4 separate regions of the Rattus norvegicus genome follow, and all the other regions are linked to region 4. A link is a contact called in public Hi-C and HiChIP or PLAC-seq data. All regions are on one chromosome and are shown on one strand. Each heading gives the region's core, a stretch centred on a gene start, on an enhancer-like site or on the middle of the called end of the contact. The rest is flanking DNA. Distances are from core to core; before and after follow the strand shown.

Evidence for each region. Hi-C and Micro-C count contacts between places; a contact is called where the count stands out from the background. HiChIP or PLAC-seq counts read pairs in DNA pulled down with a chosen protein or histone mark.
Region 1: a contact with region 4 is called in a Hi-C map of liver, with 4 times the contacts expected there. The contact joins the enhancer-like site here to the promoter of Stag1 in region 4. A contact is called at or near these places in 9 of 12 Hi-C or Micro-C datasets (the A7r5 cell line, Schwann cells, frontal cortex and 4 more) and 1 of 1 datasets of contacts at active chromatin or transcription factors (oligodendrocytes).
Region 2: a contact with region 4 is called in a Hi-C map of frontal cortex, with 2.4 times the contacts expected there. The contact joins the promoter of Msl2 here to the promoter of Stag1 in region 4. A contact is called at or near these places in 2 of 12 Hi-C or Micro-C datasets (frontal cortex and mammary epithelial cells) and 1 of 1 datasets of contacts at active chromatin or transcription factors (oligodendrocytes).
Region 3: an H3K27ac HiChIP or PLAC-seq map of oligodendrocytes shows a contact between it and region 4, with 5 times the contacts expected there. The contact joins the promoter of Pccb here to the promoter of Stag1 in region 4.

The regions. Positions count from the first base shown.
Region 1 is chr8:110,399,081-110,405,115 of GRCr8, forward strand. The region is part of intron 22 of Stag1 (STAG1 cohesin complex component); the gene reads left to right. Among named protein-coding and RNA genes, the nearest start is that of Pccb, 120 kb to the right of the region's middle. Within about 2 kb of position 3,746, at least 7 of the 93 cell types and tissues checked have an H3K27ac peak or open chromatin away from gene starts, as enhancers often do. A contact at or near this core is called in kidney and liver, where this site is marked.
Region 2 is chr8:110,554,027-110,560,780 of GRCr8, forward strand. Msl2 (MSL complex subunit 2) reads left to right here and starts at 2,835. Exons shown (of 2, transcript NM_001401885.1): 1 at 2,835-3,354. The coding sequence starts at 3,213.
Region 3 is chr8:110,517,163-110,523,506 of GRCr8, forward strand. Pccb (propionyl-CoA carboxylase subunit beta) reads right to left here and starts at 3,024. Exons shown (of 15, transcript NM_017030.2): 1 at 2,831-3,024; 2 at 143-262. The coding sequence starts at 3,019.
Region 4 is chr8:110,053,711-110,059,708 of GRCr8, forward strand. Stag1 (STAG1 cohesin complex component) reads left to right here and starts at 4,346. Exons shown (of 31, transcript NM_001108179.1): 1 at 4,346-4,567.

The sequences.
Region 1 (6,035 bases), core at 2,496-4,995, 340 kb after region 4:
TGGTATGGTTACATGCTTATACCCTTCCCATTCTGCCAGGAGCCTGTTTCCATGTATAATACCTTCTCGGTATCTATATAAGTTCAGTCCTAGATCTAGCTGCACAGCATGTTAACCTTTTGAGAATGCTTCCAAGACAACTTCTGACCCAGAGTTGTTCAGAATAAATGCTATACTTTCCCCTGCCCTCATGCTACATACTCTGTTCTGGTTGACTGTGTTACCCCAATTGCCCCCCGCCCATGCTTTGCAAATGTTTGAGATTGAAAGTTAAAGGAATATTGAAATATAGATATGTAATTATTTACCTGAAGGAAATTTAAAAGTCCTCCTCTCTTAATATGTGTACAATATAGTCTTATTCCTCCTTCAAAGTATGTGCTCATGTTAGTGATATTTTTGAAGTGTCATTTGGCTTGTGAAGTTCCCAAAACAGAGATCCCAAGCAAAATAATTCTAAAGAATTTTAAGTTTAGAGTAACTTTTAAAGTGATTCCCATATGGTCCCTTTTTAAATGCCAATATAATGCTGAATTATATGCCTGTATATGGCTTACTTGTGTGGGGAAGACGAGTCTGGTAGCCTAGTCCTGGTTTCAAAGTTTAATCAAAAGCGCCCCTTCCCTATGGGTGTGTCCGTGTTTAGTTTTTTTCATGGTTTGAGGAACAGGATTTCATGTGTAGCTCACACTGGTAGCAATTCTGATTCTCCTACTTTAGCCTTTCAAGTGCTGAGATTATAAGTATGCACCACTGGACTTAGTTTAGAGTTTTTTTGTGAAGGAGAGTTTTTTGGTGGGCGGGTTTTGTTTTGAGACCGCTTTCACTGTGTTGGACAGGCTGATTTGAAATTTTTGCACTCAGGAGGTCCTTACTGCCTTATTAACTCCTGAGTTAGGTGCTACTAACATGTCCAACAATAGAACCCATTTATTTTTCCCACACCAAACTGCATCCAGTTTTATTTAAAATATTCTTCATGAACAATCATGTAATTTCTGGCAGGACATAAGCAAGTGATCATTAACAGTTTTACAGATCTTCCAAACTTCCTTCTTGAATGAACTACCAAAGTCAGAAGTCCAATGAGCTGTTCATGCTTTCATCAGGGAAAAGACTGATTTCATATTACAGATGTTTAATTTTTAGCTGACTTTGACTTGCAGGAAATGAAATGAAAATAGCATAATGACCAGTCTGAAGATTCATAGTCATCTACGAAAGGAACCACTGTTCTTTTGAGGAAAACTATCTTAGTGATGTTGCTAGAAAGTCCGAATCTCCAATACACTAGCAAAATCAGTTTTAGGGTCTAAGTTTAAACAGGTGTCTGCTTTTAGGGAGTTAAGTCATGCTTTTTGTAGAAGGGGAGGGTGATATAAAAATGTTGAATTTTGTGGACTGCACAAGGCATTTTGTGCCAAGGTGGTCATGCCCATCAACATAAGAAAATCCCCATGAAGAAGAAAGGAGTCTTAAACTAGCAGGGAAAGGGGTTTCTCCTATCAGTCGAGGTTGGGAGAGATTGTGTTAGTTACACACACCTCCCTTCCCCTACCCCCTCAAAAAAATGACATGTTCTGTGATAATAACATAGTTTTTTTAAAATATTTATTCATTTATTTCATGTATGAGTACACTGTAGCTGTCCTCAGACACACCAGAAGAGGGCATCAGATCCCATTACAGATGGTGTGAGCCACCATGTAGTTGCTGGGAATTGAAGTCAGGACCTTGGGAAGAGCAGTCAGTGCTCTTAACCACTGAGCCACCTCTCCAGCCCCAACAATAGTTTTTTTTTTTTTTTAAGGTAAAACAAAATACTGCAATTTTAAAAATCGTTTAATTTAATTACATTCCAATGTCCCTTTCTGGGTCCCCCCTCTTAGAGTTCTTCACCCCTCTCCCCTTTGCCTCTAAGAGTGCGCTCCACCACCACCCCACCCACAGCCCTCCTTCCCTGAGACATCAAGTCTCTACAGGATTAGTCAGTCCTCTCCCATGGAGGCCAGACAAGGTAGTCCTTTGCTACATATGTGCTGGGGGCCACAGATCAGCCCACATATGCTCTTTGGTTGACAGCTTAGTCTCTGGGAGCTCCCAAGGAAAGGATCCAGGTTAGTTGACACTGTTAATCTCCCTGTGGGGTTGCCATCCCCTTCAGCTCCTTCACTCCTTTCTTCCCCTAACTCTTCCATAGGGCTCAGCGGTCTCAGTCCAGTGGTTGGCTTTACCTTTAGCTGTCTCAGCTGCTGGTAGAGCCTCTCGCATGCTAAGCTCCTATCTGCATGCTTTGATCCCAAAGAAGGAACAAAATAATCTGGATGTCGTAGAGAGGAGAGAACTGTGTGGGAGAGGGGAGGTGAAGGGGAAAGGAGGGCAGGATCTGGTGTGGGGGACACAGGAAAGAAGCCCAGAGCCCAGGAAATGGATGGAAATCTGCAGCTGCAGGTGGTAGGGGCAGGGGAGCCTCTAGAAAGTACCAGGGACCTGGGAAGTAAGAGGCTCCCATGACTCACTGGAGATGGCCTTAGCTGAAATGCCCAACAGTGGGGAGATGGAACCTGAGGAGACCACCTCTAGTAGATAGACAGGGCCCCTAGTGCAGGGATGGGGGCACCAACCCACCTTCAAAAGTTTTGGCCCAGAATTGTTCCTGTCTAAAAGAAATGCAGGGACAAAAATGGAGCAGAGATTGAAGGAAAGGCCTCCCACAGGCCGGCACCAAACCCTGACACTATTACTGATGCCTTGTTGTTCTTATAGACAAGAGTCTAGCATTGCTGTCCTCTGAGAGAAGAGTCTCTACGAGCAGTTTTATAAACCTTGATAAAAAATAATATTTTAAACATTAATCAGTGTTTTAAAAAGCACACATTGTACTTGGCATTGTTAGCTGTCTGCGCCTGGTTTGTTTTGGCATCTTCATTTCCTGCAAGACTGTCCCCAGGCTTGCCAGCACTGGTTTGTCCCTTCAGGTGCCTTGTTTCTTTTCAGGGACCTTTTACCAGGGACTCTGGCTTTGGAGGAGCCAGTTTAGCAGACAACTTTGCAGATTTTTCCCTGTTGGCTTCTTATTAACAGGGCTTTATCTCTTGGATACTGGATAAATTTGCATTTCTTTTCAAAGCTCAAAGTTCAGTCTCTAAGAGCAAAGAGGAGGGGAAAAAAATTTTAAAGGAGAAGCCAGGTTTGGTAACAAATGTCTTTAATCCCACTCGGGAGACCAGCAGTCAGGGGCCTAAAGTAAATCTCCACAGGTTAAAGGGTACTTGCTGCAGACCCAGTGACCTGAGTTTAACCCTGGAACACACAGTATGGAAGTAAAACTGACTTCTGTAAATCGTCCTCTGCCTTGGCATGTATACACATTTATGCGCAACAAACAAACATAAAAAATTAGAAGAAAATAACATTTATCTTCATATTTTTAAATATTTCTGTGTGGACTATTATCAGGCTTGTCTAATGAGAAATCAGGTTTATCTCTAAGCTTAGAATTGAATCACATACTCCTTTTCCCTAACGACATAGCAAGCACTGTGAAAAGAGGAAACCTATTTCTTGCTACCTTGTATTTTCTTTTCAGTTCGCTGCTGCACTTCATCATCGTTTTGAGAGTTTAATTACTTCAATTGCATGCTTGTGTATATGTCTGTGTGGATGTGTGCATGTAAGTGCAGGTGCCTGGGAAGGCATTGGACCTTCTGGAGTTGGGACAGGTAGTGTGAGCGGCACAGTTTCTACTCTTACCCACCGAGCCGTTTCTCAGTCTTACATTCCATTGTCTCACTGCTACATCGTGTTAGAGAGCTGACACTCTGCTGTCAACAGAGACACATCTGCCTTTACAAAGGAGCCTTTCTGAATATTCACACACTTAACCAACTATGGCTGGATCTAGAGTAATGTTGGGTTCCCTACCCTTTCTATTATGTTCAATAAACAGGAAATAACTGTACTAATTGATTCCCAATAATTAGTTTAATTTTGTGGTTTCCTTTACAATAAACCAGTTGAGCGTTTTCTGTTTATTATTTCTTGAATCAATTTTCTGGGATATGGTTATTCATGTTTGCATATTTGAATGTGTTTTACAGGAGGATTTGTTGGTGTTGAGGAAAACAGTGAAATCTTTTTTGGCTGTTTGCCAGCAGTGCCTGTCTAATGTTAATACTCCAGTTAAGGAACAGGTAAAAAAATTCTTAGTTAATATTGCTCTGTATTTGACTGCTAACAACCCAAATGTATTGAGGAACACTAGACTATATAATTTTTCAATATTGGCATATATACAACCTAGAGTTTTGATGTCTAGATATTTTAAAGTTATATATTCTGTTCTTATACTTTACAAGTATACTGTTGTCAGCTGGAAGACTTAAGTTCAAGCTTAGAATTCTTGATTCCTAAGAATCCTGTGCTAAAATATTGAGGGTCTAGTAAGTTGACCTATAACTTGCATCAACTTCTCACCTTCAACTCCTAATACCAGAAAGAGCTTCATTCATATATATATATATATATATATATATACATGTGTGTATGTACATATATGCATACATACACATGTGAATACTTCAGCCCATATATCTAAAATATGTCCATACCACTCATCCCAAGTAGCTGTTCCCCTGACCACCTTAAAGTACAAACATGGATATTGTGGAGCTATGAAAGAAGGCTTCGACATATAAAATACCAAATGACCAGCCCTTTCAGAGCAGTGAACTCCTGAATCTATATACTTGGGTAATACTAGAGAAGAAGTCAGCATTCACGTGAGAAAGTCCTTGTAAAGGCAGACTCTTGTTAAAGAAGGACCCACGAAATTGAAGGTTTTTCCATTATAAAAATTTATAAATTAGTTATTTAAGTATGCGTTCCTATTAAAGAACACTTTAAAACAAAATGAAATTTTTCTATCTTGTTTTTTACTTTTTGTATTGGGCCAGAAAATAAGTCAAATTAAAGGCTAGTCATCCTTTACAGTCTTTTCTTAAAATAAACTGCCACAAGTCTCTTTCTTCATAGAACTTATAAATGGTCTTCCCTAAGGCTTACTCTGTAACTCTCCAGAACCCACCATTAATTACTACCTAAAGTACTTAGTTATGGCCAATTAAACCAAACTCTTACATTTCTGCTCTGATATGTTTTATATCCAAAGAAGTCTGGGTTAAAAAATACTCTCCTGAATTCTCTTGAAAATGTCCACCTTTATAAATAGCTTTTCCTGAGCATCTTAATATATGGTCTGAATCTAATTTTAATCCTATATCTGAAACATTTTATATTAGTTTTTTAAATCTAAACGATAGGTTAAATTTTGAGTACTAATTATAATTTAAGTTGTAATTTTCATAAGTTACGCTGATTACTTAAGTAGTATATGATTGATTTCTAATGTCATCTGTTAATTAAACCTCTATTACTAGAGTTGAACTTGACTTCTTTTAAATTCAAGCCAAAATCTCTCAGTCTGCTGTTCTTTAGTAAAAATACAATTAGAAAATAATGTCTTCGATATAACCTCTGTTTAATGAGAAAAGAATTTCATCAGGTTAATTATGAAAAGTTGGAACTTTCATTCTTATGATTTTTTATTTTAGTGTTGGGATTGAAAATTTAGTATGTTTCCCATTACTTTGATTTGTATATATTCCTGTTTTCTTATATTAATAGATTTTCCTATATTTGTGTACTATTCTGATAATCAATTCTTCTTGAATTGCAGGCTTTCATGCTACTCTGTGATCTTTTAATGATTTTTAGCCACCAGTTAATGACAGGTGGCAGAGAAGGCCTTCAGCCTTTGGTGTTTAATCCAGACACGGGACTGCAGTCTGAACTCCTCAGTTTTGTGATGGATCATGTTTTTATTGACCAAGACGAGGAAAACCAAAGCATGGGTACTTACGACTTTATCACCTTGTCCACCTAAAACGATAGCAGCCAGGGGTAGGGTAAATCCAGTTCTAAAATTCACAGAGATTTATCTGTCCTCAAAATAAGTTGGATAAAAATATTGAAGG
Region 2 (6,754 bases), core at 1,585-4,084, 500 kb after region 4:
GATTTTCCCTAAAGTGGATTTTCTTTTTTCTTTCTTTCTTTTTTTTTTTTTTCTTTTCTTTTTTTCGGAGCTGGGGACCGAACCCAGGGCCTTGCGCTTGCTAGGCAAGCACTCTACCACTGAGCTAAATCCCCAACCCCTAAAGTGGATTTTCTAACAAAAAAAATCTAGCATTCTGTATTTTTTGTTGGATCTGACAATCCTGACACTTTCATTCCCAAACATTAGTTAAAAACATGATATATAGTGGGGCTGGGGATTTAGCTCAGTGGTAGAGCGCTTACCTAGGAAGCGCAAGGCCCTGGGTTCGGTCCCCAGCTCCGAAAAAAAAGAACCAAAAAAAAAAAAAAAAAAAAAAAAACAAAAAAAAAACATGATATATGAAAGAAAGATCTTAGGTGGACAGTCTTAAGGGGCTTGAATTATATGTGATTTCCCCCCCACCCCCAAGTATTTAGTTTAAGCAGTTTATTTTCTATGAACAATCCATCTGATTCCTTTCCAAGCGAGGCTCAAGCAAGACAATAAAAGAAAGGGGTACAGTTCATGTTGGTTTGCTCATTAGTGCCATAATCTATTACCAGTTGCAACCAATTCAGAAGCTAAAAAAAGATTGGGTTTAACTGACTCACACACACTATCAATAGAATTAATCTTAATTTGGGGTGTGCAACTCTCAAATGATCTTAAAAATCCAGTTACAGGAAAAAATGCCTGCAAGTAATCCTTTACCCGGTGTGACTTCTCTTCTGGATGTAAGCAGTACTGAGCAGTTTACCCTTCAAGTTTCTCCTTTGGAGGAGAGCAACCTATGTGCTGTGGGAGAAGGCCTAAGAATGTGGAATAAAAATAGTTCTGTAAAACGGTTTTATTTGAAAGTGACCTTAGAAAGTAGCTATCATAAAAAGAAAATGGCAGATGGAGCCTTTAAAATGAGCTAATTTTAGAATACACATCGTTTCCCACGTGTGACTACTAAATACAGTCTCCTCAGCTTACTGTGCTGATATATAAAAATTAAATAGTTGGATTCTTACTGTATGTTACGCTTTTCTAAAAAAACAAAAACGAAAACTAGAATCTGTCTTCAAGTGGTAACAAAAGATTGAATGTGTTTCCTTGATAACTTATGGGCCAGTCCCTAAAATTAGTATTTTGGTATGCCTTAAGTACACATATATAAGATTTGTACACGTCATAAGCTTCACTTTAAGAGCATGTACAGCGTTTATTAAGTGCAAAAAAAATACCATGTTGAAGAGCAGTTTCTATTTGTGCTACCCAAAAAAGGATTTGTATTTTGAGGGGAGAATCATTCTCAGTTAGGCTTTTATTTATATCCAAGTGTCCTCAGTCTTCTGCAAAAAAGGCAAAAGCTTTGTGTCTTTTTTTTTAAAAGCAGAGCAACGAAGGATTCAGATACTTTCAGACTCGACAGAGTCAGACCATACGTCGCGAGCTGTGTCCACGCACAAGGGCAGGCTCGCTGAGGACCTAGAGGAGTGGCTTTCAAACTTGTTGGGCCAGCGCCTAGCCCACGGCTCGCCACGCGCTAGGTTCCGGGAGGAGGGCGGGGAGGCCGGACTGGCGGTCGTGCTGGACCTGCCATCCTCCCACCCGGGTCAGCTCCGGTCCCCGAATCCCCAGTCACACAGCGCGACGCGAGCAGCCCACGCGTGGGGGAAGCCGTGCCCGATACCCAATTCACCGCAACCCACACGCTTAGGAGACGGAATTTGAGAGCACGTGGGGGAGGGGCGAAGAGCGTCCGACTCGCACTGAGCATGCTCTGTGCTAGGAGCCGTAAGTGGAGAGCCAGACATGCGCAGTGAACTCAGGGTGTGCTGGCGGCGGGGCAGGGCGGGGCTGGCGTGAGCGGGCTAATGTGTTTATCCGGTTTTCTGGGTGGGCGGTCAAAGCGCACGCGTAAGGGCGAAAGGCGGTAGGGTCGGGTGGGGGTTTGTGCATGCGCAGTTGAGCCGGCAGCCCGGGGAGGGAGTGGAGGGGGCTTTTAGAGGAGAAGCAGGGGAAAAGGGAAGCAGAGGGAAAGGAAGGGCGGGGGGGATGGGGGTGAGAGCGTGCTTTGCGCATGCGTGCAAGGGCTAGCGACGACGGCGGCGGGGGAGTCTCGGGGATGACAGTGTCTTTGCCCGTTGGGGTAACGGTCGTCGTTACCGGCCGGGCCTGAGGCGCCGCACCATCCACCACGGCCGGAGTAGCCCCGGCCCAACCGAGCTAGAGCGGCGCGAGAATAAGGGTGAGGGCGGCTAGGCGCGAGGGAGGGGCCTGCAGCGGGCCTCGTCGTGCGCGCTGGGCGGCGGCGGCGGCCTGGCGGGGTGAGCTCGCCTAAGCCGCGGCTGGGCAAGCGGCGGCGGCCGTGGCAGTCGCGCTTGGAGGAGTCGTCCGTGCTGTGCCGAAAAGATGGCCGGGCTGTGAGGGGGCGGCGCTTGCGCTGGTGACCCCAAGTGTGCGGCTGAGGAGCGAGGGGCGCCGCCGCCGCTGCCTGCCGGGCCTGTTCCCCGCCCCCTCCCGCCGCCGGGCCCCGCGCGCACTTCCTCCCGGGCCTCCCTTTCGGGCGGGGGCCTCCCGCCCGCCGCGCCAGGCGCAGCGTGGGCCCCGCGTCCGGCATGGCGAGAACGGCAGCGGCGCGCTCCCGCCGCAGCAGCAACCTCCGTCGCCGCTACTGCTGGCACTAGACCCGGGAAGCCGACGCCTGCGCCGTAGTCCTCGTCGTCCCGCTGCCTCCGCGCCGGCGCTGCGATGGAGTAAGGGCCCCGCCGTCCGAAGAGAAGCGTGCCCCGCCTGGACCCCACCGGGCCCGCTCCTGTGCGCGCCAGCTCCACCCGGAGGTGCCTCCGCGGCCGGACATGCAGCTCGAGCGCAGGCCGCCCGCCGAGCCGCGGGGCTAGACCGAGCACGGATCGCGACCGGAGCACCCAGCCGCGGTCGCCTCGGACGAACTCGATCGCTGATTTCTCTGTCTCTCTTCGGTCTGCAAGTCTCAGGGACGGAGGAGGGGCGCCAAGGCCCCATGTGTGGGAGGATTGCTTCAGCTTCACAAACTTGCACGGATTTTGGTTGCTGCTTTGGCCAGTGGTTCTGCTCAGATTTCTTCCGAATTGTTGCAAATTCGCCATTGTTCCCTGGCTGCTTACAAACTTGGATCCGGAATTTCTTTTCAACCGGGAGCCATTGGTGTCGAAGTGTCTGCAATGAACCCGGTGAATGCTACTGCTCTCTACATTTCCGCGAGCCGCCTAGTGCTCAACTACGACCCCGGAGACCCCAAGGCGTTTACAGAGATTAACAGGCTCTTGCCTTACTTCCGACAGTCCCTCTCGTGCTGTGTTTGCGGTGAGACGCTTCTTTATTGTTCCCCTTTCCCTGCTTGTTTTCTAAAGTCCCTCTGGCAGTAGTAACGTGAACGGTTGGCCGGCCCCGGTAGTTCGTTTTAAGTGGTGGTACTGTGCAGTGGTAGTACACGGTCGTTAGTTTTGAAACTCGCCCAGGGACTTTTGCCCGGCGTTTCAGAAAGGCCGAGAGCCTTTTTCAGCCACCTTTGTACAGCGGCTTTAACGTTCAAAAACGGTTTTATTTCGCCTTGAACCATCTTTCTGGTGTTTTATTATTTTTTAAAATCTATTTTAAAAAATTCTCCGACGGCTTCACACGTATAGCGGTGATGTCTTGAATGGGGTTGAAGTGCCAGCAGCGTGCTCTTTCTTTTTTTAAGCCTCTGCTGCAGGAACTGATTGAATACCTTTGTCATTAAATGTGGTCAAACATTGTTAAGACCTATGCACTGCACTCCCTAAATTGGTGTTTTGCAGAGGATAGATGGTATAAGCTTGATGCACCTCCAGTCAGAGACCTCAGTGCCCCAGGTTCTACAACGGATGGTTTGAAGGTTAGCCCAGACCTAATGAAGCTGCTGGCACTCTTTAGTTGGTGAGATTTTTACAGATTAGGCTTTTCTGTAGTTTTACTGTCAGGTGTCCTGGCAGAGTTGCATTATTTATTTACTTTGCTTTTTAAGGCAGTTCCTACTATGTAGCTTGGGCCGACTTCGAACTAGTGGTCTTCGTGTCTGTCTCTTGAATGCCGGTATTTCAGGCATGCACAGCCATGCCCGGTTTCAGAGGATTATTTTTAGATTTTCTTTCAAAGGGTACTAACCCCTGTCGGTTACAATACTTAATGATTTGTTAGAGATGAGTGAAAATATTGTCTAATTGGAAAGTGTTTAAAGAGTGATCACGCGTGTTTACTGGGCACATACAGTATTTGGCACTCAAAAACCAGAACGATTGTCCTGTCTCTCGAGATGGTATACATCTTCCACCTATTAGTAAATGAGACTTTGAGGTAAACGAAAGAGCACATGATGCACCTCACTGCGCTTATTGGAGGATTTGTTAACCCCGACATTCTGTTTGGTCAGAATTTAGACATTGTAGCACTTTAAGTGGAGAAGAGTAATTTTTCGAGAGTAGTGGCTGAACCATAGAAATGGTATTCAAGATTCACCCATCATTTTTTTGTATAGCTCAGGGCAGGGCACTGAGGGGACTGAAAGAGTGGAGATTGGGTTTTTCCTGGTTAGGTACTTAGTTTCATAAGCGTTAAGCAACAAAGTGATTAAGCACTGCTTGAAGACTAACAGACAGTACTTTTATAGGGAAGCAGTCACTTAGAGCAGATGACTTAACGGTTGCCGTGGGCCTCAGTGTCTTGTTGTGTAAAGTGAGCATAGGGCTAGGTGCTGAGTTAGTTTGCTTTCAGTTTAGATAAAACCAAGGGAAGTGGCCGAGAATTTGCTTGGTTTAGTGGTACTCTGTCTTGCAGTCTCACTTAATTTTTGGTGGTGCTGGTCATCAAACTCAGGGCCTATTGAAGAGCTCTCTGCCTTTACTTTATAGAGCATCTAAGATTGAGGCTGTAGAGTGAACCCAACTTCTTTTTCCCTGACACTCTGCTCCCCCTTTGTTTTTGAGGAGGATCCTTGGTAAAGTAGGGGAAAGACAGGTCAGGAAGGTCATGGCCATATTATTCTGCAGACAGCTATACTTAGTAAAGGCATTGTCAGCTGACATTTGAAAATATGTTACCCTCTTTACCAGATGGGCAGGTCTTAACTCTGCTAGAAAATGGGGATTTTTGGATGGTGCTTGAATGCTTGGAACTTGAAAAGCTTATTTATTTTTTGCATTGCTAAGTGGGGAGCCCAGGACCTTCAGTATGCTGGATAAGCATCCTGCTGTTTAATAGGCTGGCCTCAAATTGGAGAAGCTCCTGCCTCAGCCCTCTGAGTGCAAAGATTCTTGGTGTGTTCCATCAAGCCGGGTGGGATTTTAAATTATTCAGATGTGGTTTAAGTTTTTAAACATGGCCTTAATAATTTAAACATGGATTTAAAAAAAAGACACATTAAACAGATTATTTTTATGTGTTTGGCTGTTTTGTCTGTGTGTATGTATATACACCATGTGTCTTGTGTGCCTGAGAGGTCAGAAAAGAGCTGTATGCCCTGGGAATGGAGTTACTATTATTAGGAGCTGCCATGGAGATGCTGAGACCCTAGGCCTTGAAGAACAGTTTGTGCTCTTAACTTCTGAACCATCTCACTGGTCCTGAAGTTACACATAAAAAGCCTAGCTGTGGTCTATTTAGTGCTCAGTCTTGGCAACACAATCAATTTTATGACTGTTTAACTTAGTGGTCATTCTCTTTGGTTCTTCCCTCCTGCCCTTTCATATTATGGAAAGGATTTGTGGGTTCTACTTACAGTTGGGCGGCCTTTAATAACATTTTGACAATAGAGATGTTGGTCTATGTCTCCCTCAGGCCCCACAGGCCCATGAGTATCAAGACAAAGAGAAATTATTTTATTCAACTCTAGCACTACTTATTTTTGTGCCAGGTACAATCCTATACTGGTATTTTTTTTTTTAGTTCAAAAAACAAGCTCATTAATAGTATTCATGTGCAGTTTTATTTCATGAAAATAATACATATGTGAAAATTAAGTTTAATTCTATTTTGGTGCTGTAAATAGACTTGTATTTTGTGGTCAATTTCCACAGTCAAATAGGTGTTTTTACTTTGTTTTTACCTTTTTAAGCGTGTTATTTGTATTTTTCTTCCTTACATTTCTTCCCCACCTTCTGGGGCTTGAACATGGGACCTTGTACATATCATGTACATTTGTAGTTGACTAGCTGCCCTTGAACTAGTGACCTTCCTTCCTCGGCCTCATGAATACCTGGCAGGCACTACAGTCCTGCACCAGTAAGGCCTGGCTTCCTTAAAGTTTCTTTTGCTCATTTTCTGTAAAGGTCCTAAAACTTATTTGCTCCCTTTTGTGACTGTTCCTCGCTCACTCTAGCAAAAAGTTCTTTGTCTTCTGAACCTCTACAACCCTTTGTTCTAGTTGTTACGCTGTTTTATAGTTCCCTACAATTCAGTTTTGTAGTTATATTAGTTTTCTGGTGTATTATATAAGTCTTTAGGGAAAAATATTGTTTATTGTGCATTTTTGTGCTGCTACTCCCACTCTGTTCTGCCCAATGAGGTGAGGGGAGGGGGGAGGAAAGGAGGGAGGAAGGGGGAGAAAAGCTCTGTGTTTGGCAATAGTTTCATGCCTTGGCTTTCCTGCTTATCTTCGGGCACCATGACCATGGCAACTCTTATAAAGGGAACCATTTAGTTGGGCCTGGCTTACTCGTTCAAAGGTTTAATTGGTGATTGGTGTTAT
Region 3 (6,344 bases), core at 1,774-4,273, 460 kb after region 4:
GCTAGGAGAGAACCCGATGGCCCCCTCAGTACTTCTCCAGTGAGCCTGAGATAAAAGCGATATGGACTCTTTGCTGTGGTGGGAGGGAAGGCCAGCAAGCCACGGGAAGCGCTCACACCACAGCTAGAACGCATAAAGATACCTTATTCTTCTCGGCAGCCATTCCGAAGTCGGCACACCTGTGTTCCACAAACATGTCACTCTCCACGAAGCTGCCAGGATCCAGCAGGAGACTGATCCGCTCCCTGGCTGTCAGCTTTCCCTACAACACAGGGATCCGTTGGTGACGTCACCACAGACCAAGTTAACAGGCAGGTAAAATGCACTGGCAGGAATGTCAGGGCACAGGCTTTTCACCTTTGCCCCAATGCAAAAGGCTCCATGCTATCTGTTCTCGCCCGAGGTAGACAGGCACTAGTGATAGACTTTGTTACAGCCAGGACAGCAGGGTAGATGAGACGCTCCAGGAGCCATTTGCCTGTGGAAGGAAACCCAAGGAGGAGGGAGGAAACTGAGGCAGGCTCAGTGAGGGTCAGAGGTTGGTAGGCTCCTTTCAGAGAAGCACACTTCAGCCAGTCACAACCCCTCCCCTCCAGCGCTCAGCCTCCACCTCAGGGCACTAATGGGTTCTGCCTTCAGAAGGGCTTGCTCTTCTTTTATCTTAAGTGGGATCTCCACTTAAAGACACACTAACTGACAAAGCTAAGATCCCATAGCAGGGATCTGTGGAGGGATGGTGAAAGTACAGAGTGCTGGAGAGGTTCTTGAGGTTAAAAGAAAATGGCTAGAGATACAGTTCGAGTGGTAAAGGACTTGCCTACTGTGTGCAAAAGCACTGGGTTTAATCCCCAGTACCACATATACTGCTTATGGTAGTGAATGCCTGTAATCCCAGAGCTGGGGAGTGGGTGGGCTGGGGAGGGGTTGGTTAGAAGCAGAGGGATCAGAAATTCAGCATCGGGCTGGAGATACAGCACTGATCTTCCAAAGGTCCTGAGTTCAATTCCCAGCAACCACATGGTAGTTCACAACCATCTGTAATGGAACCCAATGCCCTCTTCTGGCATGTCTGAAGAGAACAGTGTATTCACATACATAAAATAAATATGTTTTTAAAAGTTCAGCATCAACCTTGGCTGCAAAGAAAAGTCTAGGCCAATCGGGGTTGCATGAGACCCTAATTTAAAAATTAAATATTCCTTTCAGAAGAAGTTGAAGCCTCAATCTACCAAGAGCCTCCATGCCTGAGACTCCCAAAACCTCAAATCTGTAAATTCCTACTGTGTCAAGAAAGCAACACATAGACACCAGTAAACAAACAAAACTTTTTAAAACTTTAAATTAGTTATTCTAAGAAAATAGGGAAAGCCAATGATTATGGAAAACAAACTTCTGTTTACTTCTGGGAGAAACAATCTAACAATTATGTAGATAGATAGATAGATAGATAGATAGATAGATAAATAGATGATAGGCAGATAGACAGACAGATTGATAACTTTCTGGTCCTCTTTTAGGACATCTGACTCACGGACATAGAGAAAACTGTTCTTAAAGGGAACACAAAGTCAGCCTCCCACTAAATACGCTCTGAAGGCCTTAATATAAGCGCATCAGGATCTACCGGGGAGGAATAGGTAAGGGTGCCTCAAGAGAGAGGTTACGGGAGCAGTTGACAGGTTTTCCCAGGAGCCCCTCAGCAGGACCCCAAGTGGGGCTCATGGTTCACCACAAACCTTTCAAGCACACATACACTCCTATGTGTCAAGAGGACTAGTTATCCTTGAGCATTTTCAGATGTAACTCAGGACATCGGAGCTGGGGACCGAACCCAGGGCCTTGCGCTTCCTAGGCAGGCGCTCTACCACTGAGCTAAATCCCCAATCCCTTGAGTAGGACTTCTATGCCCTTCACATGGAGTCCTTCCCTCAGGGCACCTTCCTGTTAACTCATCCAGTTCTGTCAGGACTCACACATGAGTCAAGGATACATTGGGCAAGTCTGGCTTCAAGTCTAGGGTCACGTCTTCCAGCTTGTCTTTTCTGCTGCTAAATGACCTTCTCCTAAAAGCTCAAAAGTGATTCAGTGCCTCGGCTGTTAGCCGAGTAGCCTGAGAGTTTATACAAAGTCCACCTGCTTCCTACGCAGCAGATCCACACAGGGAACTCCCAAGAGGCCGACCTGACTTCCTCGGGCACAGGCATCGCAAGTCCCCGGCATGCACGGAGACCCCATCCCAGATTAATGCGAACGCAAGCAGGTTTTTTCTAATACTTCGTGCTTCCTTCCCCATGAAGGGAGAGAAAACAAAACAAAAACAAAAAAACAAAAACAAAAACAAAACAAAAAAAACCAAACCACCCGGTCCCCAGCTCCGAAAAAAAAAAAACAAAAAACAAAAAAAACAAACCACCTGCCATAAACCCTGGCAGCGGGAGAACAATCTGATCTTTTTAAATCAGAGCCTGTGGACAACTAGTGAAGCAATCTTAATCTAACACGATGTGGAAGGCATTGTTCTGTTTAAGATGCTTTTTAAAAACCAGCTTCCGAAAAGTTCACAGCTGCTAAGTGGGGCGCAGCGGAGACCGGTCATATGCATCCATGCGATCAATGCCCACCACCACTATCTGGGAACCTCCCTAAGGGTGCAGATGCTCGCCCTTGTCTACTGACACCCGAGGGGGCTCAAGGTTCTCCAGGTGAAAGTTCTCGCCCCGCCCCTCCCAGGTACCGCGCCTATTGGCTGGGAGGCTCTGGGGCCGCGAGCCCGGCGCGCTGTGATAGGTCGCGAGCGGAGGGGCGGGATGCGCTGGCTCCCCGGACTCACTCGCTTGTGCTGTGCGTCGATGCGTCGCTGGCCTCCTCCCAGCAGCGCGGCATGGCGCTTGTTTTCGATGCGCTCGTTAACTGAGACCGGCTGGCTGCAAAGGCTGCGGATTGTGGTGCGGAGGCCGCAGTTCAGAACTCTGAGCCTCGTTCCAGCTGCCATCGCCCGAATCCGAATCGCCGCCGCCATTTTTTAACTCTGCCAGCGTGCCACCCCACTTCAGGACGCATGCGCAGAGAGCGTAGCCATAGCGGGTCTGCGCCTGCGTGTCGTCGCTGGGCCCAGAGCTCCTAGCAGTCACAGGCTTACTTACACTCAGGCTCAAGGCGGTCCTGTGTGGGTATGCTGGTAAATACCTGCCTCTCAGATCTGTGCCTGTGTGACTGACTACACAGGACAAGGACTTCATTCCTTGCTCTGCGTTAGCCATCTAAACCCCGGGCTTCGTCGACCTACGTCCCCCCAAAATGAGTAGATAATGAGTTCTAACCAACTTTTATCAAACGCTGTGCCAGGTTTTGCTCTTGCAACATGACTTGAAATAATTCACATCCAGATTTCACAATGAGATACACAAGAACAGAAATATGTCTGATACGGAGTCAAGACTGATTTTTTTTTCTTTTTTTCGGGGCTGGGGACCGAACCCAGGACCTTGTGCTTCCTAGGCAAGAGCTCTACCACTGAGCCAAATCCCCAACCCCCCCCCCCTTTTTTTTAACTAGCTGCTTGGCTCAGTGGTTAAAGCCTTTGCCAACATGAGTATGAGGACCGAAATTGGGGTCCCCAAACTCAGTACAGCCAAAGTAATGAGTGTCTGTATTGAGACCTTGCCTGGGTGAGATAGCAGCCGGAAATAAAAGAATCCCAGGAAGTTCACGAACTAGCCAGCCTAACATAGGCAGCAGCAAATAACCAATCCTCACACAAATAAGGGGACCATTGCTACCCCGTGTTGTCCCATGACTTCCACATGTGCACACCCAAATCTGACACACACAAGGGTTTTGTTTGTTTGTTTGTTTGTGTTTTTTAATGTTTTTTATGTTTGTGACAAGACACAAAATGGGGAAGTAAACTTTCAGGGACCATTGTGTTAGGTATAAGGACCACTGCTCAATGGGTTTTACAGTAGGGAAGAGAGATTGGCCTCAACCCCCATTACAACAGAGACAGGATTTATTGGAGTGGGAATTCAATGGATACAAAATTGAGAGGGAACACAAGGGTAAGGAACAAAACACATGCTTTGCTGAAGGCAAACCAGGGTACTCAGACACCATTTGGGGGACAGTGGAAGAGGAACCTTATCAAATATTGAGGGTGACCCTTTATTAGGGGTGGAGGATTATGGCATGACTGACTTGGCAGGATTCTTGGTAAAGCTTGTCCTCTAGAAGAGAGGACCCGGGAGCCAAGGTCAGTTCTATTCAAGAGGATGCTCAGTAGAGCCTGACCAAAGTGTGGTCAAGAAGAGACTCTTGTCAAGGCACCGGCTCTGGCCTTGCTGGGAGGAAGTAGGAAAAGTAAACTAGCTGCCAAATGCCATCTCAGACCGAATCAGAAGGGGGTGGGCATGGGGCTGCTGGCCTCCTTAGCAAGTGCCCTTTATTCAGTTCAGATGCTAGCATCTAAGGATGACTGCTCCAGTGCTTTTGAAATCTCTGCTATTGATGCTTGCCCATTTGTTTATCCAGCTAAGTGGCAGGTCTTTAAGGCAAAGTACAAGGTACATATTTCTCATTCTTAGCCACAAAAAAACCTGCCAGAGTTGATTATTAACCCTTCCTAGATCCACCTCACTGCAGGACTCCCATAGAGTTCAAATTCTGGCCTGAGACCTTAATGACATTTTTTTGTTTGTTTATTTATTTTCATTTACTTTTTGAGGTGTGGCCTAACGTATGTAGCCCTCCTTAACTGGCCTGGAACTCATGATGTAAACCAGGTTGGCCTGAAACTCGCAGAGGTCCATTTGCCTCAGCCTTTCAAATACTGGGATTAAAAGTGTGTACCACTCCACACAGCCTAAGAATCATCTTTGAGCCACCTATGTGCCAAGAACTTGAACTATGACCACAAGTTGTGTTTCTTAGATCAGGAGTTGTTTCCCTCGACATCGACAGAAGCTGAATGTCCAAGGTCTGAAGTCTCCTGACTGGGCAAGGACCACCTACCTCTGCGGGACATGAGATGAGAGAGCTCTTGGCCCTGCTTTAAGGACCGTAATAACCTAGAGGTAGACAAGGGGCTGGCTTTGGGAGAATTTGAACAGTGTTGTGTGTTTAGAGTATATTCGAGAAGATAAGAAGCAACAGTGGAAGAAAACGGGGCCTGGCATGGAGAATGGAGTAGCACACACCTTTAATTCCAGCCCTCAGTAACCAGGGGTAGGATGATCTCTGTGTGTTTGAGGGCAACCCGCTCTACATAGGAAGTATGGTTACATAGTGAGACACACCCCCAAAAAATCCTGCTTGTTCATGTTTATGCACATGCACTTAAATTCGGGTACATCTCCAACTTTTGGAGGAATGGTGGCAAATCAGAATATGAAGAATTGGGCATGTCTACACTTGGGACTTTGGGGGCCGGTAAGATTCATCACCACTAGTGGCTAACTAGAGTGCTATTAACACCAAAGGATGCACGCCAGCTCTCCCGGCATCACGTTACCTGTGGCTCCGCCCAGCGTTCCTCACCCCGCCCCTACACTAAACATCTCCCAGGGGTGGGGCCTCCAATCCCCCCTCCCCCCACCCCCCAGCCTGATCCTTATATAATCAGTCATTTTCCCGTGACACAGGTCTTTTTTTGGCCTCTTGGTCAGTTAGAGCTCCACTCTCACCCTGGGTCCTCTCTCTCCTCTGAGGGTCTAGTTTAGTGTGCTGGCTTTGTTCAGACTGCATTCTTCTCTCTGCTCGCTCTCTCCCTTATGTCCACAGTAAATGTCTTCTCCACACTTTAGTAGACGTTTCCTCCTCCTTTATTTCATTTTTTTTTTCACTCAGAGTAAGGCCAGTGGGACCCCCTGTTTCAGAGTTTCTTGGAGGCTTAACTCCTGAAGCACATGTCACTCTATTATGATTCTTTAACTCAATGCGGATATTGGAGGCGGGGACTACAGCTGGCTGGCTCACCACTCTGCCCCGAATTTAAGGCAACCTAACAGATAGGAATCTTTCAAAATGAATTGGTGACATTGAATTGATTTAACAATTAGGCCACAGCTGCATCAGTCTGCGGCTTTTCAATTCCTGAAAGTGCTTTCAAACTCTTTCCAGTCTGGCTTCCTCCGGGCCATCTACTTGGTTCCTCCTCCTGGCTGACTTGGCATAAGCAGGGAAGCAAGAAATATTTTCTTTAACTTCAAGTAGTGCTCAGCTGACAGCCAAACACAGCAAGCTAACTACCTAATTCCAGCCAGACTTTCCTCCCTGCCACTCTTCATTTGATTTTATTAGTCTGCTTTAGTGGGAGGGACAAGGAGATTGTGTGTTTGTGGGATTTTCAG
Region 4 (5,998 bases), core at 3,096-5,595:
GCGCTCTACCACTGAGCTAAATCCCCAACCCCGAGATTTAGAATCTTAAGAATCCTTTAAGAGCTGATGTTCCTGGGAAACAGGTAAGTCTGCAATAGAGTCAAACATGTTATGGAACCTCTAGTCCTTCCATTGCTAGACAAAGGATTAATGAATATGATTTGCTCACATGGGTAATTAGACCTGATCAGGTTGTTTTGAACAATTTTTGAAAGAGAGAATTAGAAAAGAATAAGGCATAACTTGTGTCTTAAGTTTCTAGTGTTGTGATAAAAAACATGACTACAGGCAACTTAGGAGGAAAGGGTTTATTATACTTTACAGCTTGTAGTTCTTCATCCAGGAAGTTAGGGCAGGAACTCAAGGTATGACCTGGAGGCAGCAGCTGAAGCGTACAAAGGCCAGGGAAGAGTGCTGCTTACTGGCTTAGCGTGTGATCGTGCACTCGTGTGTTGTTTAGGAACCCCAGTCCTTATGTATGCTAGGCAAGTGTTCTACTACTGAACCACATTTTCAGCTCTTCTTGGGTTGTTGCTTTTAAAATGGGTAGAACATTAAAAATACTTGTCTGTGTGTGCAATACACCGTAACATGTACGTGGAGGTCAGACGATGACTTAAAAGAGTCAGTTCTAGTTTCTAGGTCTTACAGATTGACTTAGGTCATGATGGTTAGTCCCAAACACTCCCATCTGCCAAGCTGACTCATCAGCCCAGAATTCTAGAACTTACATTGATTAGGTAAGATGTGATGGGAGGATCAAGGAGTACATAAATGAACATAAACTTATTTGCTACACCTAAATAATGATGTGATGGCCACAATATCTTTTTCTCAACTGTTAACTACATCTACTGGTTGGATTTCTCACACACACACACACACACACACACACACACACACACACACACACACACACGGATTTAACTATGGCTGTCTCCTGAGTGAAAGGGCAAGAATTCAAGTTGTTCAGTCCAGGAGACTGGGTGTCTTCGCTGTCCCATAGGGTTTCTGGAGAGCCACTGGTATTCAGTCTATGTTGGAATCCCAAAGAAGTGCAATCTAATAACTGCAAAGGAATGCCTCAGCAGCAGGATGATCTTGCCATAGAGAGTGAGGGCAAGAACTCAAAGCAAAACCTAGTACTAGGTGTGGCCCCAATTTAGGATGGGTTTCCCCACCTAGAACCATTAAGTCAAGAAATCCCTCAGAGGCATGCCTGGCTTCCTGGGATTTTAGTTGATTTCACATGCAGTCAGGTGGACAACCAAGATCAGTCATCATCTGTGAATGCCATTATGTATTTAGATGCATAAGGGCCATAGGAAAAACAAAGTTTTTCTTTAGGTTAAGAGAGAGAGAGAGAGAGAGAGAGAGAGAGAGAGAGAGAGAGAGAGAGAGAGAGAGACAGAGAGAGAAAGAGAGAGAGAGAGACAGAGACAGAGACAGAGACAGACAGAGACAGACAGAGAGGTCAGAACTGTCTAGAGGTCACAAACCAAGTGTGGTATTATACACCTGGAATCTCTGCTCTTGTGAGGTCAGGGTAGGGAATTTTTAAGTTTGAGACCAGCGTGGGTAGAGAGAAAAATCCTATCTGAAAAAGGAGAAGATGTGGAAGAAAAGGGGGAAGAGGAGGGGAGAGGAAGAGAGAAGGAAGAAAGAGAAGCCTAAAACAATTGTCCTGGTGTAAGTCAAGGGGCTAGAGGTCGGGAGGAAAGGGCCAAGATAACAGAAGCCACTGGAGAACAAAAGCAGAGATCTGAATGACAATAGGATCAAGCTCAGAGTTCCTTTTGGGAATTAAATATGTATATACACCAGTTCAATTATGTGTGACAGCAAAATAAAATTTAGACAGCTATGAACTCAAAAGTTGGCTACTCAGGCCCTTGGATATAAACAAACAAACAAACAACAAACGCTGATCTAGCACAAGTCTCTGGGTTGACCCTTAACACGGAAATTGCACCATCTCTAACAACAAAAGAAACGCCCAACTGCTCCCACACAACACAAATAAATGCGGGGCTGCGGTGTAATTCAGTTGTAGAATCCATACTTGGTTTCAATCTCCAGCATGAGGGTAAAAGAAATCTGAAAAGACTAAGATAAAGGCAACAATGCAATAGTACAGCTAGCAAGGAAGCCTGCGCTGGTTAATATATGCACGTAGCCACCCTGAGGTAACCACTGCTGTTTACATCCTACAGCTGGGGGAGCAGGCCGAGATCTGCCTGAACTTACACACCTGTTCAGAACAGTCTAGGCTCACAGATCACAGGGCATTCCCTTCCCCTGCTAAAACTACGGAGTTATGAAGAGACATGAGGGTAAGAGAGGAATTATTTTAAAGTACCGGACTGGATGGAGCTATCTGGAAAAGGAGCGGAAAATAAGGTATCGTCGTTCAGGCACAACTGGGAACCAACAAGTAATTTGGGGACTTTTAAAGAGCAACAACATAGAAAAGGGTTGAGAACTCAGGGTTGAACTGTGGAATCTAAAAAACAAAAATCAAAACAAAACAAAAAAAAGCCCCGGAGCTAGCAAACCCAGTCAGAAGACTAGTGAACAAAGTAGGGGCAGATCCGAAGAAGTAACTTAACAATGTTTCAAGGGTGGATCGGGCCTAGTGAAGGACATGACTGCCCCTGCTCCCCCGCCCCCCCTTGGATAAGATCTCATTGTATCTCTCCAAATCCGTCTGCCTCAGCCTCCCAAGGCTGTGGTTAGAGCACCCACTGCTATACTGATTCTCTTCAGATATGTGGCTGGGTACGGAACACAATACAGCAAGTGGAGGGAGTTAACAGCTCTGATTTTTTTTTTTAAAGATAAATGGAAACTTGAAAAAAAAAAAAACAAACCAGAAAGAACCCAGAAGATAAGAAAATACTGAAGATATTCTAGAAAAAAAAAGGACAATGGTATTCAGGCAAGACTGGGAGAGAAGGGAAGGGGGAATGGCTAAACTAGGCGAGGTTTTCGAGATCACGACTACAAATATATTAAGATAAACCACCAGCCCTTTATCAGAGCCTCACAGATTCGAGATTAAGAAAATATATTAAATTACATATGAGTATGCCTTGGTACCGGCACCCTCGTAACAAGGCAAGCTAGAAACAGGCTCTACAGAGAACACAATAGGAAGTCAATCAGAGGTTAGTAAACGAGATACTTTGCTGAAATAAATGGACCCTCACGAATTCATATCAAAGTTCCTTCAGTGACGTGTAACGTACTTCTGCAACCTTTGGGATAAAGAGCAGAGGCATTTGACGTACTAGCAAGCCCTCAGGACTATAAACAAGTTTAACGTTTCTAAGGAGATACTGAAAATGCAGCTGCCTCTGCCAATAAAAAAAAAGTCAGAAATGAGGCTGATGACCTATAAGAACAAGAATTCACTTCCGTAGTGCCGAGTTATAAGCAGGCAGAAGGTTAGGAGCCTTGGTCAAGGACAGCTAAGATAGAGACAGCAGGGAAGGGGTCAAGATCTGCTGTGGCTGGCTATTTCTCATTCGGCTAGGATCCATTATTCGTACGTCCACGGAAAGCAGTCCAAGGCTGTGGGAGGAGAATCTAATCCTTAGCAGACTATCTCACAATGTAGCTTCTTTCTCACTAACTAGCCAATGCTGCCGCCTTATGCAAAGCCTGCACCTCGTCGAGAACCTGCTTTACAGATGCAGGACGACGCCAATCGGCCTGGAGCGGTCACTGTTTCCTTTAGCTCCGCGGCAAGGGAAGTCCCGGTCCTCGAAACGTTTTTCAACCTCGTTCTGGGAAAGCGCCTCATCAATAATAAACCGCGAATACAATTCTAGGTTGGAAACTCCTGCTAAGCGGGGAGAAAGCAGGGCTCGGCGGCTCCTTGGCCTGCCTCGCCCGAATAACGGCGGGTGTAGGCGACTGGCAGCCTCGGGGCGGGAGCGGAGCGCGGCCCCCGCCGAGGAGGGGCCTCGGCGGAAGAGCTGGGGGCGGATTCCTTCCCGGCTCTCCGAGAAGCTCTAAAAATGGCGGGCGGCAAGCAAGCGAGCGGGTCGCGCAGGCGCCGAAGAGTCCGTCCTTCCGCTCGCCTCGGGCGGCCCACGAGCCGTCCACAGCGCCCTGGTCCTGACGTCTCCGCGGCTCGCCATTGGCAGAGCGCAGCAGGAGCTTCGTGCGGGGGCGGGGCCGCCACGCAAAGGCCACGTTTCCCGCTCCAGTGCTGCGCGTGCGCGCCCCCCGGAGGCGAGCGATAGCGCGCGCCCCCGTCCGAGGGCCCCTGCTCGCGCCTCAACTCCCTCCCCTTTCCGGGCAGGCCGGTCCTGTCAGCGAGGCAGTGAGCACCGCGGCCAGCAGAGGGCGGTCGGGACCCAAGTCTGCAGCGGCGCCATTGGCGTGTGGAAAATGCCACCAGATGGCGGGTTAGGATTGCAGCTCCGTTGAAGGCGCGGCCCCCGCTCCCGAACCCCCGGCGACCACCCCGTAACAACCCCCCCACATCGGGAATAACACACCGGAGACTTTTGGGGGGAAACTAGGTCGACGGCCGACAGCGCCCGGATGGGCAGCTGAGGTGAGCGCGGGCGGCGGCGGCGGCGGCGGGGGGCGGGAAAGGGGGAATGCGGCGGCAGCGGCGCGGGGGCTGGAAGCGCCGATCCAAGATGGAGGCCGGGCGAGAGCCTGGGAGCGCGAGCGGCGAGCGGGCGGGCCGGCGCGGGCCCCGCGCGGGGGAGGGAGGCCGCGCGGGCCTGTGCGCTGCGCGGCGGCTGCGGGCGGCCGAGCGCCCGGGACCTGCTGTGGGCGCGGCGGGCGCTCCGCTCCCTCCACCCCTCCCGCGGGCCGCGAAAACGGTGCCCCCGCCCGCCCGGGCTCCACGGCGGTAGCGCGGAAGCCTTTGTGGCGCGCTCGGGCCCGCCGCCAAGCCCGCCCTCCGCCCCCCCCGCCCGGGCTCTCGGGACTCGCCCGCGCCCGGGCCAGCCTAGGCGGGCTGGCGCGAACGCCTTCCGCCGCCCTGCGTTTCTGCGGTGCTTTAGCGGCGGCGGCGGCAGCGTCACATGACAACGAGCTCGCTTCTGCCGAGGGTCCTGGGGGTCGCTCAGTCCTACTGCTGGTCCAGGCCTCTGGTGGCTGGGGTGGGGCAGGGGGCTGAGGACCCCGGCCGACGGGGCGTCGCAGCCTGGCTTTCCCGCTATCTGTCGTCCGAGCCCGGGACGGGGCCTCCTGGTGAAACGTGTCCAGGCCGGAGCACTGCCCCGCTAGTTTCCCAATCCCCCGGGAGATGAGGCCAATAAAAGTTGTTTTTCCTCTTCCCCGAAGGTGGGGGGCGGGATAAAGAGCTGGGAAACCCGAGGGCTTGGAGTTGGACCTGAGCCTCACTTGGAGGGGTCCGAACCGAGTGCTGTTTGTGTGCAGTAGAGACCACAACATTTTCTGGTTTTCGGATTGTCACGTCACACGCTTTTGCCTACATTAGAATTGTTACTGATTCTTTCCACATTGTAGACAGTCGTGTCCTGGGAGTGTTAAGCTGTGGGATGGTTTTGGAGCCCTATAGACCCCAAATAGTGCACTTTGTGGTACCTAGTTATTTGCTGTTGAAGTTGGTGTTAAGACGAGGGGTATGTGATTCTCTCCTGGTTGTGCTTAGACAGCTATATTTTACACCTAGCAAAAGTAGTGTTTGTGAAAGTACCAAAATCCGCATAAAGTTGTACAATGTGTAACTTAAATGGAATTTGTAACTTTACCTTTAGGTTTCACAGTGTATTTTTTTTATAGAAATTGCAAATTCGGATGGCTAAGCTCTCTTATGGAAATGTACAAAACAGTGGGAATAAAAACGGTTCGTGAATGATGGGTGATGGATGGTCTTATAATGTATATAAATCGAGGCTAAAAGTTTGATCAAGAAATACTGAAAGAACAAGAAATGATATTAAATTGTTTTTAATTATGGGGTATGTAACAATTTTTTTACCCAAATAAACTCAGAGAAACCCCACAG